3 separate regions of the Rattus norvegicus genome follow, and regions 2 and 3 are each linked to region 1. The links are chromatin contacts, called in public Hi-C and HiChIP or PLAC-seq maps. All regions are on one chromosome and are shown on one strand. The core of a region is the stretch at or near the end of the contact, and the rest is flanking DNA. Distances in the headings are between cores, read along the strand shown.

Region 1 (4,899 bases), core at 784-3,283:
GTATGTTCAGGAGCCTTTGGTTAGAGCTGAGAAAAAAAAACATTTCCTTGACTGTTTGGTTAAGCAAACTTTATTTAGACTGGCCAGCCAAGCAGCCCCTCACTGGTGTTGGAGGTCCCTTTTATGGGAAAACATTAGGGTTGATAGAAAACAGCTGTTGGGATAATTGGCTGTTAGCACCTGAACAGAAGAGTGGGGGACTCAAGACTGCCTGTGGGGTAGAAGCATGTGATAGGAAACAGCTGTCAGGATAATTAGCTGTTAGAAAGGCGGCCATAAAAAGAAGTGCAAGCTTGTGCCATGTGGAAGGTTTCTGGGGAGACACAGTTTTGTATAGCAAGAGGCAGTCATGTATCACAGGTTCAGGAGTTTAGCAAATACATCACGGGGTTACAAATTCAGCATAAGTTAAAAAACATTTGTAGGATACATTACACTTAGGGGACAGAAACATGTAAGGGATGTCTACTTAACAATATAACTGTGGCTCCTGTTTCTGTTTCCAGAGCAAAGGGAGGACATAGTTATCCTTTGCATGGAGAGACTAGGAAACTTCTGTTTGTGTGCACATGTACTCATGACTTCTTTGTCGATAGAAACATCTCATTATGTAGGCCTTGTGCGTTATTTATTTAGTTGCTTTAGTCTCAGTAAATAATAATGAAAGGTCCTCTGAGGAAGGAAGATGAATCATGGAGTTAGGGAGAGAGGGACTTGGGAATTAGGTTTGAATTAATAAATAGCAATCAATAACCATGTAATCAAGGATGACCTTGAACCATGGTGCCCGAGTGCTAGGATTGTGTGTACTGGAGTACTTGGCTTGCAAATAATTACTGAGCAGTAAGGGGCGGGCACTGTGCCAATTGAGTGGTATTTGTATGAGTCACTTAAAAAGACGTGGAAACTCAAAAGATTGCAGGCTGGAGTTGGGAAGAGGGCCTCTCAGCACTTCCAAAACAGCATCCTTTATGGTGAGTTGTCCTTGACCAGTACTTGGGGCTTCCAACCACTTAAGCAGCTGCTCACTCACCAGGATGACTTCTTGGTAAGGCTATACCAGGAAGTTAAGACTTGGGAGTTAATCAGAACTACTCTAGGGCTTGAGATCCAACTGAATAAAACACAATATTAAGGGAACTGACCCTATACAAACCAGCAGTGATGGGCATATTTTAGAGTAGGTTAGATCTAAGGTTAGGTATATTTTCCCAGTACAGGATTCAGAGGAAAGATGCAGGGCTGGAGGAACCGGAGTATCTCCCAATAAGGCCCCAACATGAACGCCCTGTCTCAAAGTGCGGTCCCTGGACTGACAGGATTGGACCAGGTAACTCCAGAGGACCTTTCTATATGCCTAAAGCTCTGCCCATTTGGTTCTGAGAACAACAAATACAGGGAAAGAGGGCTTTCAGCCCAAGTGTCACTCCTGGAAAGCTGTTTGCTCCGTGCTGGACCAAAGCTGCCCGGGAGCGATGCCGGAGAGAGCAACTACATTGGGGTGACCTCTGATGAGTCGGTAGCTGTAAGAGTCTGGTACCCGGAACCTCTGGTGGCTCTTCCCGATATTAGTGCTCCTAGGGCGCCCAGGTTCAGAGCCAATAGAAACTTAAGGTTTAGATGACTCGTCACGCCTGGGCCAATCAGCTCGACGCGCGCTCCTACGGCGTCTCGCGTGATAACCAGGCAGCTTTGGCTTTGACCGTCATAGCTTTGGTTAGGTGTCTCTCCACGCCCTGTAAGACACCGGAAGTTCCGTAACGAGCGATCCCTCCGCACTCCGGAACGTGACTTCAGTTGGTCGCAAACCTATAAAGTAGTGCACTTTTCTTCCTTCATGGGGCCTTCAGGATACTCTGTAACGCCCCAGTTACTCCCCGAGCACAGCGGAGAAGGGTTTGGACGGGCCAGAGCGTCAATGGGATAGGGTTAGGTGGAGCGGCGGCGGGATCACGTGACCACGGTGGGAGGATACGGGGTGTACTGCGTCCCTCACCGATTCTATAAAAGGCGGGTTTAGGGCGTGTCGCCGCCATTTCTGCTTGCTCTGTGGTAGATGTCTCTCTGTACGCTGTTCCTTTCCTCTTCCCCTCCCGCAGGGCTTGCGGCCACCATGGCGTATTAGAGGCAGCAGAGCCTGCGGCAGCGTTGGCCTTTGCAGCGGCGGCAGCAGCACCAGGCTCTGCAGCGGCAACCCCCACCGGCTTAAGCCATGGCGTGAGTATTGGGCCGACTGCGCGGGCGTGTGCTTTGCTGTGTTTGGGTGCGGCCTGGGCGCGTTGACCAGCATACGCGGCTTTACAAGCGGCCAGACGCGTCGGCCTTGTTTGGGTGGCCCCGCAACGCCGGCGCACACGGGGAGGGTTGGGCAGGCGGCGTGGAGGGAGTAGTGCCTAAAACCCTGCTACTTCCTCTTCGTCCTCTCTTAACTTAGTCGTCTCGCGCCCCCCCGGGTTCCCGGTGTCATTCTGCGAACGTGGCGAGGCCAAGATGGCGGTGGGGCGGGGGGGGGGTGTGAGTCACGGGGGCGGGGCGCGACGGCCTTGGCCGTATTAGGACTTGAGGACAAGCTGCTTCCTCCGGGTGGCCGGTGAAGCAAAGCTAAGCCTCCATCTTGTGCAACCCGAGCTGGCGGCTGGGGAAGCTTACACAATGGCCTTGAGCCCACGTGCTCTCCATTTAGAAGCTTTTGGGATTTTGTCATCCAGCATCCTAGATAGAAAGATGATTGAACTTGCTTTTGGATCCTTATGCAGGCTCTTCACGAAACCCAGCAGCAGCGTTGCTGTAACGGACAAAGATACCTTCGAGTTAAGCACATTCCTCGATACCAGCAAATCCCTACAACATGACCGAGATGAGCTTCCTGAACAGCGAAGTGTTGGCGGGGGACTTAATGTCCCCCTTCGACCAGTCGGGTTTGGGGGCTGAAGAAAGCCTAGGTCTCTTAGATGACTATCTGGAGGTGGCCAAGCACTTCAAACCTCATGGGTTCTCCAGCGACAAGGCGGGCTCCTCAGAATGGCTGGCTATGGATGGGTTGGTCAGTGCCTCAGACACCGGCAAGGGTGAGTAGGGAGGACACCTGCACCAGTGTGCTCTTTTCATGTGGGTTTGGTGTTCTAAAGGTTTTCTGCCTCTAGTATGAACCGTTCTCTCCTGAAATTTTTTTCCCCAGAGGATGCCTTTTCCGGGACAGATTGGATGTTGGAGAAAATGGACCTGAAAGAGTTTGACTTCGATGCTCTGTTTCGAATGGATGACCTGGAAACCATGCCAGATGAGCTTTTGGCCACGTTGGATGACACATGTGATCTTTTTGCCCCTCTAGTCCAAGAGACTAATAAGGAGCCCCCTCAGACAGTGAACCCAATTGGCCATCTCCCAGAAAGTGTAATAAAAGTCGACCAGGCTGCCCCCTTTACATTCTTGCAGCCTCTTCCCTGTTCCCCAGGGTTTCTGTCTTCCACTCCAGATCATTCCTTTAGTTTAGAGCTGGGAAGTGAGGTTGATATCTCTGAAGGAGATAGGAAGCCTGACTCTGCTGCTTATATTACTCTAACCCCTCAGTGTGTAAAGGAGGAAGACACTCCCTCTGATAGTGACAGTGGCATCTGTATGAGCCCTGAGTCCTACCTGGGCTCTCCCCAACACAGCCCTTCCACCTCCAGGGCCCCACCAGACAGTCTGCCTTCTCCAGGTGTTCCTCGTGGTTCTCGACCCAAACCTTATGACCCACCTGGAGTTAGTGTGACAGCTAAAGTGAAGACTGAAAAGTTGGATAAGAAGCTGAAAAAGATGGAGCAAAACAAGACAGCAGCTACTAGGTACCGCCAGAAGAAGAGGGCTGAGCAGGAAGCCCTCACTGGCGAGTGTAAAGAGCTAGAAAAGAAGAACGAGGCTCTGAAAGAGAAGGCAGATTCTCTCGCCAAAGAGATTCAGTATCTAAAAGACCTGATAGAAGAGGTCCGTAAGGCAAGGGGGAAGAAGAGAGTTCCTTAATAGGGTAGTCAGGTGCTTTGTGCTTGTACATAGTCTTGTGATGCTGTGTTTGCTGTAATAAATTATTTTGTAGTGAAAGTAGCCATGGAAGTTTTCTGTGTCATTCTTTCTAATAGACTGCACAAGGTCTGGGTTGAATACGATAGCTACCTGGATGAGTTGAGCTGTTCAGGTAGTGAGACAGGTAAAGACTAGCTGGAGGGAGGGGGCTCTGGGTTAGTGAGGGCCAGCCCAGAATTGCACCTGTTCATACTGGCCTTGTGCCAGATACCTGCTGTGTAAGTACCTAGATAAGGTACAGTCCTTGAACACAAAGAGGATTAGGTTTCTCTTAGGCTTAAGGGATACAGCTACTATTTCCTGTGACAGGTGGCAAGCCCCACTCCAACCCTTCAGTTTGTTACTACAGATCCTCCCAAGGCGAGGTAAAAAGCCTACCATCACCCTCAACATTATTCCATTTGGCCCAGGGGCAGCTTAATCCAGCACAAGGATATGGTGGGGGGAGGAAGGGCCTGAGTGACAGCGGGGCAGAAACTGGTGGAGGCCCTTGGAGACAATGACTAACCTTCACTTGGCAGATGTTCTTTGTGCGTGAGAACTACAGCTGTTCCACTTCTATGTAATGTCACATGTCCACCCTGGCAATGCTCTAAACAGGGTTTCCCATAGCCCAGGTTGACCTTGAACTTGATATGTGGCCAGGGATGACCTTGAACCTTCCAAGTGCTGGGGTTATAGACCGTGTGTCACCACACCTGATCTGTTAGGTGCACCCTGAGGTAAAAGACCCAAAGAGTCAGCTAAGATCTAGCCACCCTCACCATGGTGACTTACAGCCCTTGCCAGGTATTGACAAAAGACTGGAAGTACTGTTTAGCCAGCTCAGACTGGAGC
Region 2 (4,899 bases), core at 1,544-4,043, 170 kb before region 1:
CAGATTTCCACACAGATGATAAATATAATGATAACAAGTTAAAAATAGGGGTTTGAGAGAAGGCTCGTCAGTTAAGAGCACTGGCAGCTTGTCCAGTACCCTCAGGGTGGCTCACAATGGTCTGTAACTTAGTCCCAGTGAATCCAATGCCCTCATCTGGCCCCTGTGGGCCCCGCACACTTAGGTCACACACGCTGTCATTCAGGCAAAACACCTATATGCATAAAAATAATAAATAAAATGTTCGAAATTTTCAACTAAAAATAATTGGAACAGATGTTCCTGGTTTTAAAGCTCAGCCCAGTCTCTTGCTGTTGGCATGGCTTACTCCTGGTGCCCGTCTACTCCCTGGCAGTATGGACCTGGAGTTAACACTCCCAAGGCTGACACTCCAGCGATTTCTCAGCAATACAGTCTTCCTTGATGCTGGCTTGGTTCCTTGTCTTATCAGCAGATCTATTTGCATTTCCGTAGGCCCACTTCTGACACCTCTGCAAGTATGCCGTTGGTTGCCTTTTGTTTATTTGTTTTGCTTGTTTGTTTTTGTTTCGCTGTGTAGCCCTGGCTGGCCTTGAACTCAAGAGATCTACCTGCCTTTGCTGGGATTGAAAGTGTGTGCCGGGGTTGGGGATTTAGCTGGTAGAGCGCTTGCCTAGGAAGCGCAAGGCCCTGGGTTCGGTCCCCAGCTCCGGAAAAAAAAGAACCAAAAAAAAAAAAAAAAAGAAAGTGTGTGCCACCACTGTCAACTACGCAGTAGCCTTTGAAACCGCATAGTCTCTGTGTAAACCACATATCTGTAGATAGATTGGTCGGTTAACTGGTTTCCGGTGTGATGTGTGACGAGGGTGTTAATATGAGTAATTAAGATTGGAATAAAGAGGGGCTGAGGATTTAGCTCAGTGGTAGAGCGCTTACCTAGGAAGCGCAAGGCCCTGGGTTCGGTCCCCAGCTCCAAAAAAAAAAAAAAAAAAAAAAAAAAAAAAGATTGGAATAAAGATCACCTGGCTAGATTACCAAGGTGTGGGTGGGATTATCTAGCTTGCTGGATATTGAAACTGCTCCACCCTGTGAATTTATTGTCATTAGATAGATCATGAAAAGGTAAGAATGTGTTCACCTACATTGTGGCATAGAACTTCGTGCTTCTCTGCTTCTCGGAGAAAATGCTTTGTTAGGTGTGATGGCTAATGTCTGTGATCTCAGTACATGGAATCGTCCCAAGTTTGAACTGAGCCCGGGCCATATAGTGAATTTAGCACTTAAGAGCACTTGTTCTTGGGAAAGGGGGTAACCTCTGAAATGTAAATACATAAACTATGCAATAAAAATAAGATGATGGTGATACTAATACTAATACTACTACTAATACTACTACTAATAATAATACATGTTCTTGCAGTGGCCCAGAGTTTGGTTCCCAGTACCCACCCAGTGACCCACAAAAGTCTGTAGCTCGAGTTCAAGGGGATCCCACACCCTCTTCTGACTTCTTCAGGCACTGCATTTACATGATGCACATATGAACATGCAGGCAAACAGTAATACAAAATAAAGATTAAAAAAATGAAAAAAGGACTGGAGAGATGGCTCAGTGATTAAGAGCACTGACTGCTCTTCCAGAGGTCCTAAGTTCAATTCCCAGCAACCACATGGTGGCTCGCTACCATCTGTAATGGGATTGGATGCCCTCTTCTGGTGTGTCTGAAGACAGCTACAATGTACTCATATAAATAAAATAAATTAAAAAAAATGAAAAAATCATCCTATCTACAAAGTTATAAAGATTTTTCTCTTGTTTTCTTCTAGAAGTTTTATAGGATCATAGTTTAATAGCCGCCTCTAAGATTTCTCATGGGTATGGTAACACAGGCCTGAAACTCCATTCACAGGGATGAAGAAGCAGGAGGAATAGAAAGAAGTTCAAAACCATCCCCTTCCACAGGGTGAATTCCAGAGGCCAGTCTCTACAAGAGACCCTATCTCAAAAACAAAACAAAACAAAAACAACAAATAAAAACAAACAAACAAAAACCCCCAGGAGCCCTAAAGGTCAAACTGTGTTGGGGTTGGTGGGAGGGTGAGGCTTGGGTGTATTTATTGACCACCTATGTTTGTGAGGCCTTTGGATATAAACAAAACCTGAACAGCAGGAGCCCACAGACCGAGGAGACAGTGGAAGAAATAAGTACAATTAATTACTGGATTAAAGAAAGGGGTAGGGAGCTGCGGTGGAAGGGGGAGAGAATCTCACAAGGTCTGTTTTTCTCCCAGTTTTTGCCTCCCTACAGCTCCCTCCAGGTGGGGGTGCGCGTGCATGACGTCATCGGTGGAGCTAGGCAGCAAGGTGGGGGGGGGCGAGGAGGCTCTGCAGATCTCTTAGAGAGAATCATTCCTGAAGCCAGCAATTCAGCGACGGGTTCAAGGAGCCATATACAGTCAAACGGAGCCCCTTTCCTTAATTTTGGGGCAGACAGCGAAAGAGAAGAGGCAAATAAATGAGTAAATAAATAAATATATAACGATAAGGGTTTCCTGAATAGCGCTACAGTCCGGAGGGCTCCCGAAGGCGGAGATGCGTCTGCATTCTCCGTCCACACCCCGACTACGCGTTATTTGGCAAAAAGGTCATCCCGCTGGCAGGGAGCGCGCCCCACACTGGGACCCCAGCTGCACGCGCTTTCTGAGCGCGAGCTTCGGAGAGCTGCACGGGCGGTGCACGATCGCCCCCTGGCGGGGAGCCCCGGACTGCACAAGCCGAGCGCAGGGGAGGGGGGCGGGGGCGCCGCGCACGCGCACGGGCCGGTGGCGCGCGCCGAGCGGGGGGCGCCGCGCGGTGCAGCCACGATGGAAGGGGGTGCGTACGGAGCGGGCAAAGCCGGGGGCGCCTTCGACCCCTACACCCTGGTGCGACAGCCACATACCATCCTGCGCGTCGTGTCTTGGGTAAGGACACAGCAAGGCGGGCTGGGGCGCGGGGCTCCGGGAACTGGCGCGACCTCACCTGGCCCGGGCGGCCCTGCGGACCCAAGCGGATCCTGGCCCCTGCCACCGAGCTCCTTAGCCCCATCGCCGAGACCTCCAGGTTGTCGCTGCCCAGCATCTAGCGACTCGGTTCGCGTGCGCCCGTGGAGACTGAGCCCAAGTTCAAGGCCGTTTATTGGGGGCGCGGATCAGGGCGTGGATCTTTTTCTAGGGCGCACTGCTGCACCTGCCGCGCGCTTTCGGGGCGAGGACTGGGAACTAGGTTTTGTTGCTCACCCTGTACGCTGCGGAGCTCTGAGTCTGGAGCCTGGATACTTGGGTTCCGCCGAGACCCGTATCTGCTTTGCCGCGTGACCTTGGGCACGGAACCACCCCAAAAAAGACCAGGGATACGAGATATTCAGTTCCAAGCTGGGTGGGGAGCGTCACCTCTTATGTCATGCCTCAGTTTCTCGATTTATAGGGGTGGGAGGAGCTTCCTTGAGGCCCCTTTGGGCTCTGACATTTTATGAATCCGCAACTCTCTCATCCTCAGCAAACACCTGAATAGATTCTAAATGTTGTCTGGAGAAAGGTCCCTTCCACGCAGTGGGGAACAGGAAGGTCTGTCTGTTCGCAGTCTTTAGCCCACCTAGTCCGTGCAGGTTCCCCAGTGCTGAATGGGGCTCAGCTCAAACCTGGGGCGGAGGAGGGGGCAGAAACAGCTTGAAGGGTGGCACAGGGGGCTTTGCGCCCTAGGGTAAGGAGGCCTGTAGCTCTGGTGCCCTCTGGGGTTGGCTGGCTTCGTGGAGGGTCTTGCCTATGCAGGTCTGGGGTCCATTCCTGACTAAGACCAGAAGAGCCTGCATTGGTGACAAGGGTCAGGGACCCCTAGGGGTTAGTAACCGAAGTCAGCTGTGACCTGGGCTTGCTGAAGTGCACTCCTTTCCTGGTTTTCAGGGCCATATCAGGATCTGATGGGCGGGATGGCTTGAGATTTATTCTGGTCTTAGGAATCCTTTAAATTTCCTCCTTGTGGGGAGCCCTGTTTCTGTAACTCCTTATGGCCGTGCAGCCTATATATATCCGTGAGGGTTTGTGACACCGAATTTATTTATTCTTGGCCCTCCCCAGCTTGCAGAAGAAGCCCTTGCAGGCTCTAGGTAAAGTGGGAACCCTGGAGGCACCTGCCTGGTCAGGTGGGTTGACCTCGTACTGCTTCCTCTGACCTCTCTGGGGCCCCTGGCTGGGAGGTAGAAACTCAAGCTTTGTGAGGGGCGTGGGCGTTCCTTATGCTTGGGTCATTTCTACTGTTGATGGCTTCATTTAGTGAAGCTTTATTGAGTCTGCCTGGCCCGGAGGGAAGGGAAGGCAGCATGACTCAGGCTCGGCCCTGACGCTCAGGGAACCCACAGTCCTACTAGGGAGGGAGCCAGGACAGGGGTCTTCGCTGTGGAATTGCTGTGCTTCATGGAGGTGATGTCATGTTGATTCTAGTGACACAGAGAGGGCTTACACTTTAGGTCCAGGTAAAAGGAGGACATGCCCGCCAGGAGGAGGAAAAATTAACTAGGTCTAGCACCCACTCACTGATCTTGGGAACGGCAGACGAGCCTTGGAATTCAAGTCTTCCTGCCACCAGAGGACTGGGCTTCTGCTGCAGGGGGATGGCAAATTCTGTAGTCTCCAGATTGGAAAGGCTGTAAAGTTATCAAGTTCAGCCCCAGCCCAAAGCCCTTCCAGACCTCCCAGCTCTGCTCACACACCTGGACCCCAGTCGCTTTAAAGTTTTAGCAATGGGATGTTCTATAAGCTAGAGAAAAAAATGTTTTTTAAAACCTAGATTTAAAAAAGCTTTGGTCCTGGGCAGTGGTGGCTCATGCCTACACCTGGGATGCTTTAGGCAGGTGGATCTCGGAGTTCAAGGCCAGCCTGGTC
Region 3 (4,899 bases), core at 887-3,386, 130 kb before region 1:
CTCCCAAAGGCCCTACCTCAGTTACCATGACCAACTACCACCAACGTGAGTTTTAGGTTCATGTCTCCAAAAGCTGAACTTTTGCAGGACACAGTTCAAACTACCCCAAACCCTACTCATTTTATACTTAAGCAAAATCCACCCTCTACCAGCAGCCAAGTCAAACACTGTCATTGTTGCATGCAACAGTCCTTTATACTGAATCTTTCTGTCCCCATTTTAATGGCCATAAAACTTTAAACAGTTCTCAGTAGTCAGAGAACCAGTGAGCTCATGTCAAGTTTGCTCAATAACCTATAACTTCCTTTTCTTTTTCTTTTTCTTTTTCTTTTTTTAAGATTTATTCATTTATTATATGTAAGTACACTGTAGCTGTCTTCTGACACACCAAAAGAGGGCATCGGATCCCATTACAGATGGCTGTGAGCCACCATGTGGTTGCTGGGATTTGAACTCAGGACCTCTGGAAGAGCAGTCAGTGCTCTTAACCGCTGAGCCATCTCTCCAGCCCTCTTTTTCTTTTTAAAGATTTATTTATTTATTTTATATGTGTGAGTACACTGTAGCTGTCTTCAGACACCAGCAGAAGAGGGCATTAGATCGAATTACAGATGGTTGTGAGCCACCATGTGGTTGCTGGGAATTGAACTCAGGACCTCTGGAAGAGCAGTCAGTGCTTTTTTTTTTTTTTTTTTTTTTTCTTTTTCTTTTTTTTTGGAGCTGGGGACCGAACCCAGGGCCTTGTGCTTGCTAGGCAAGCGCTCTACCACTGAGCTAAATCCCCAACCCCAGTCAGTGCTCTTAATTGCCGAGTTCCTACTGTCTCAGAACTCACTATTTAGATTGGGCTAGTTTTGGATTCACAGTGATCTGTATGCCTCTTCCTCCAGAGTCGGGATTAAAGGTATGCACCACCATACCCTGTGCAGCCCAGTAACTTTCCATTCGACCTCCAAGGGAAGCCACGTTCTCTTCATTCCTCCTCCATCTCGGTTTCAGTCTTAGGGCCGACCTTCTGTGATCTGCATGCTTCTTTTGTAGCTGGTGTGTGTGTGTGTGTGTGTGTGTGTGTGTGTTTGTTTTTCCTTTTCTTTTTTTCGGAGCTGGGGACCGAACCCAGGGCCTTGCAGTTGCTAGGCAAGCGCTCTACCTCTGAGCCAAATCCCCAACCCCGTGTGTGTGTGTTCAGACAGGGTTTCTCTGTGTAGCCCTTGCTGTCCTAGCGTCGTAGACCAGGCTGGCCTTGAATTCAGATATCTGCTTGCCTCTGCCTCCCAAGTGCTAGAATTAAAGGTATGGGCAGCCACCTCCTGACTGTTGTAGCTGTTTTTGAGACAGGATCTTGCAGTGCTACTGGGCTTCCCAGCTGGAAGTCTTGGTTTTTGTGCTGTTGGGAAACGACAAATTCAGGCAGGATATGGTAATCAATAATCAATTAATTAGATTAAGCAAGGAAGCTGAGCACCATATTCTTTATGTTTTACTTTTGGGAGCCCTTCTAGAGTTAACCTCCTGCGTAACATAGTCCAGGCTAGCCCCAGCCTCAGCCTCCTAAACCCTGGGATTACAGGTGTGAATTTCCATGTCGAGCTTCTGCAACGTGCTTCTTGAACAAACACACTCTTGCTTTGGGGCACTGGCCTGTCACGCTTAGGGGCCTGCAATTCCACATTGCCAACTAACACCACACTTCCATGCTTCCATCCATAAATTTCATTTCCGAGAATTTACAACTACTTGGAATTGTAGTCTTCTCCAATTCTAATGTCAGCTAGCTTGGCTCTGTGTGGCCCCATTATAAGATCGGACCGTCCATCACCCACTGCTCTTGTAAACTGAATCGTTCTCCCCTGTACCCTCCTCGCAAAGGTGCTTTAAATAGGATCTCAGGATCCCCATCGAAAAGAATCCGGGAGAAAGCACACCCATAAAGACCCCAGGAAACAAGAAATTCGAAGAAAGTAGACCGAAGGAGTTTAGCATTCTTTCCGCAGAGGATGGGTGGGGGCAAAAACCGCGCTTGCGCAAGGCTCCTGTGCTGCGCCTCCTCTCCGCCGGGGGCGCTGTGGATAATCTCTGGGTCAGTCGAAGCCGCTCTAGCCATCCATTTCGCTACTCCGAGAGACTGGCGCGCCGCGGGGTCCTCCAAGATGGCGGCGCAGAGGAGGAGCCTGCTCCAGAGTGTGAGGAAACCGACCCGCTCTCTGGGCTGGGAGGGTTGGGAGCTCGGGTGTGTCCTCGGGTGCAGAAGCTGTTGTCTTTAGATGGCAGAGTGCGGACCCCTCGCCCCAGAGGCCCTAGGGTGCTTGCAGCGCGCGCAAGACCCTTTCCAGTCTAGAGCCTCGCCTAGTTCTGCGCGTGCGCGCCACAGAGCCGGGCCTCTGAGGGTCAAGGGCGCCGGGGTCCTGCGGAATGGGAGCGTCCTCAAGCCGGAAAGGGACATGGCGCCGCCGAGCGGGCCATCCGGAGGGCGGACACGACTAATAATAAATCGCCCCCCCCGCCCCCGCTTGTGTAAGGCGCGCTGTATCTCTGGCATTGTGTGGACCGCCTCACATTCATAAGCTTCGCAGCAGCAGTAGAGGATGGCTAAGTACTATAGGTTTACCGTAGGTTTTACAGATGAGGAAACCGAGATCAGGGAGCTGCTGAGCGGCAGAGGCAGGATTAAAATTACTTAATCTGGATCCAGAAATACCCCTAAGGTATAGACTCCTCAAAGAAGTGATGGCTTGGAGTTTTGCCTCTGCTTCCCAGTTCACCGGGTCCCATGTGGCCTCACTCGGGTCTTTCTCTAAGGTGAAAGTGAGGTTTGGCTCCAGACACCCCTACACCCTACACGATAGTCTGGATCCTCACGGTTTGATGTAGTCTTCCTGCCACTGCATCTTTCTCACACGTGTGTAAAGTTACACATGTATGTTAGCACAGAGTACTGTTTGGATCAGTACTGACAGGGTGCTGATCCTCTGGCTTTCCCTACCGTGGCGCTCTGTGGGAGTTGCCTTTGGATGTTCTGTGTCTCCATGAATAGAATGTCGATTTTTTGAAGACAGGGGCCTCTTAGCGTGTTGACACCCTTGCGTGCTAGATGCTTGGTTGAGTGTCCATCACAGAATGAGACAATTGGTCAGGAACTAGGCCTTGCCTTTTCAAGGATGAGGGGAAGTAGCTTGCCCGCCCTGGAAGGTCTGAGGCATTGACAAGTGGAGGAAGAGAGGCATGACCTTCCCTTCACTATTGTGTGCCTGTCAGGCCTTTTGTAAAACTCTGCAAGGAGAGAGGTTTGGCTCTCAGCTTTGTGAGGTCCCAGAGGGCAAGGCTCTTGTATAAATGTCTCCATTATAGAAAGCATCTGGGGAACACTGATATGATTGTGACCTTGAGTGAAAGAAGGGCTGGGAAAAATAGTGACTGATGCGTACTGAGTTGGCTTGCTAACAAGAGAGAGGTCAACTGGGTCAACTATCTTCTGTCTCCTGGATGTGATGGAACCCAAAGAACACCAGTTAGGCTAGGATGTAGACTTTTCCCAGCCCCAGAGAATGTATTCTCTGTGTGCTGGTGGACTTAATTAAAGGGGAGGGGACACTTTTAACTCATAGTATCTTGATGCTAGGGAAGGAGCAGGCAAAGATAACTATATAAGGCCCCTTTCATTCTCAGGACATCCCTCCTTAGAAAAATCCTGGTGTCCTGGCCAGGCAGGGCTCAGTGACCTGTCCTTTGTCCTGAGTCTGGTGAGAGCACTTCCAATATCGCTGTTCTGCAAATGACCTTGCAAGCTCTAGTCTGGGCCTCTTGGGAAGATGAATCAGCAGAGTATTCATTCTCACAGAGTTTTCAGTCCGGCTTGGGAAAAGGAGCATCCACCATAGTACAGTCAGTGTGGACTTCCATAGGGAACCCTGGTCAGGCAGCAGAGAACTGCAGAGGCTTCAAAGGATGTTGTTAAGTCTCAAAAACCCTGGGACAAATAGTTGAGCTACCAATTTAACATATCAAAGTGAACCTGGCTGCCAGGTTCTCCCAGCATCCCTCAGCCCCTATCCAGAACTCTTTAGCCCAGGTGGGCAGGCTGCTCTTCCTGTATAAGTCAACCATTTTGGTTACCAACCTCCTTTGTACCTTTGCCCTTTTGACTGCTGTTCCTCTGCTTTCTCCCTTCCCTTTATACTCCCTGCCCCCAAGACTTAGGGTCGTGTCTACAATGGACTCTTAGGCATTTCTGACTCTGCTCTCCCGTGTTTCAACAGTAATAAACTTTCTCTTCTACCATACTCATACCTAGGAGCAGTCATTTCCTTTCCTTTTTAATTTTTTCATTCAGTTTTTGCAAGATATTAGGGATACCCAAGGGAAATACAAATTTTAAACATGTAGGTGAGGGGTCTGTACAGTCCACGTGTCTCATATAACTAGTGAGATGGGTCTGGGTGTTGAGGGTAGTGATAGGCTGGTAATGGGCAGATGTGGGTCTTGAAAGGGCATCTCTGGGCAGGTTGGTAAAGTACCTGGAAGAAAAGGCATTCTAAGGGATTTTACCTCACCTCTCTAGTCAGTGTGGTACTTTAAAAGAATTTGTCTTTTGGGATTCTGAATTTGAGGGCTTCCTGTGTGGTTGATTTTGTTTTTATTTTTTAAGTTTCATGTGCATGAGTATTTTGCCTGCATGTAAGTGTTCTAGGTGCGTGCCTGGTGCCTGTGGAGGGCAAAAGAAGGTTCCAGATTCTCTGGAACTGAAGTTAGACAGTTGTAAGTTGTAAGATTCTGGCAACTGAACTTGGGTCTTCTGAAACAGAAGTGCTCCAAACTACTAAGTCATCTCTCTCATGCTGAATTTGCTTGATTGATTGTTTTGATACAAAGTCTCACTGTGTAGCACTGGCTGACCTCCAG

What was found. Hi-C and Micro-C count contacts between places; a contact is called where the count stands out from the background. HiChIP or PLAC-seq counts read pairs in DNA pulled down with a chosen protein or histone mark.
Region 2: a contact with region 1 is called in an H3K27ac HiChIP or PLAC-seq map of oligodendrocytes, with 6 times the contacts expected there. The contact joins the promoter of Syngr1 here to the promoter of Atf4 in region 1. A contact is called at or near these places in 1 of 12 Hi-C or Micro-C datasets (the A7r5 cell line) and 1 of 1 datasets of contacts at active chromatin or transcription factors (oligodendrocytes).
Region 3: a contact with region 1 is called in a Hi-C map of kidney, with 2.8 times the contacts expected there. The contact joins the promoter of Tab1 here to the promoter of Atf4 in region 1.

What each region holds. Positions count from the first base shown.
Region 1 is chr7:113,682,648-113,687,546 of GRCr8, forward strand. It overlaps Atf4 (activating transcription factor 4), which reads left to right and starts at 2,034. Exons shown (of 3, transcript NM_024403.2): 1 at 2,034-2,217; 2 at 2,757-3,068; 3 at 3,179-4,092. The coding sequence starts at 2,849. The coding sequence ends at 4,002.
Region 2 is chr7:113,513,473-113,518,371 of GRCr8, forward strand. Syngr1 (synaptogyrin 1) reads left to right here and starts at 2,794. Exons shown (of 4, transcript NM_019166.2): 1 at 2,794-2,943. The coding sequence starts at 2,845.
Region 3 is chr7:113,554,021-113,558,919 of GRCr8, forward strand. It overlaps Tab1 (TGF-beta activated kinase 1/MAP3K7 binding protein 1), which reads left to right and starts at 2,137. Exons shown (of 11, transcript NM_001109976.2): 1 at 2,137-2,183. The coding sequence starts at 2,151.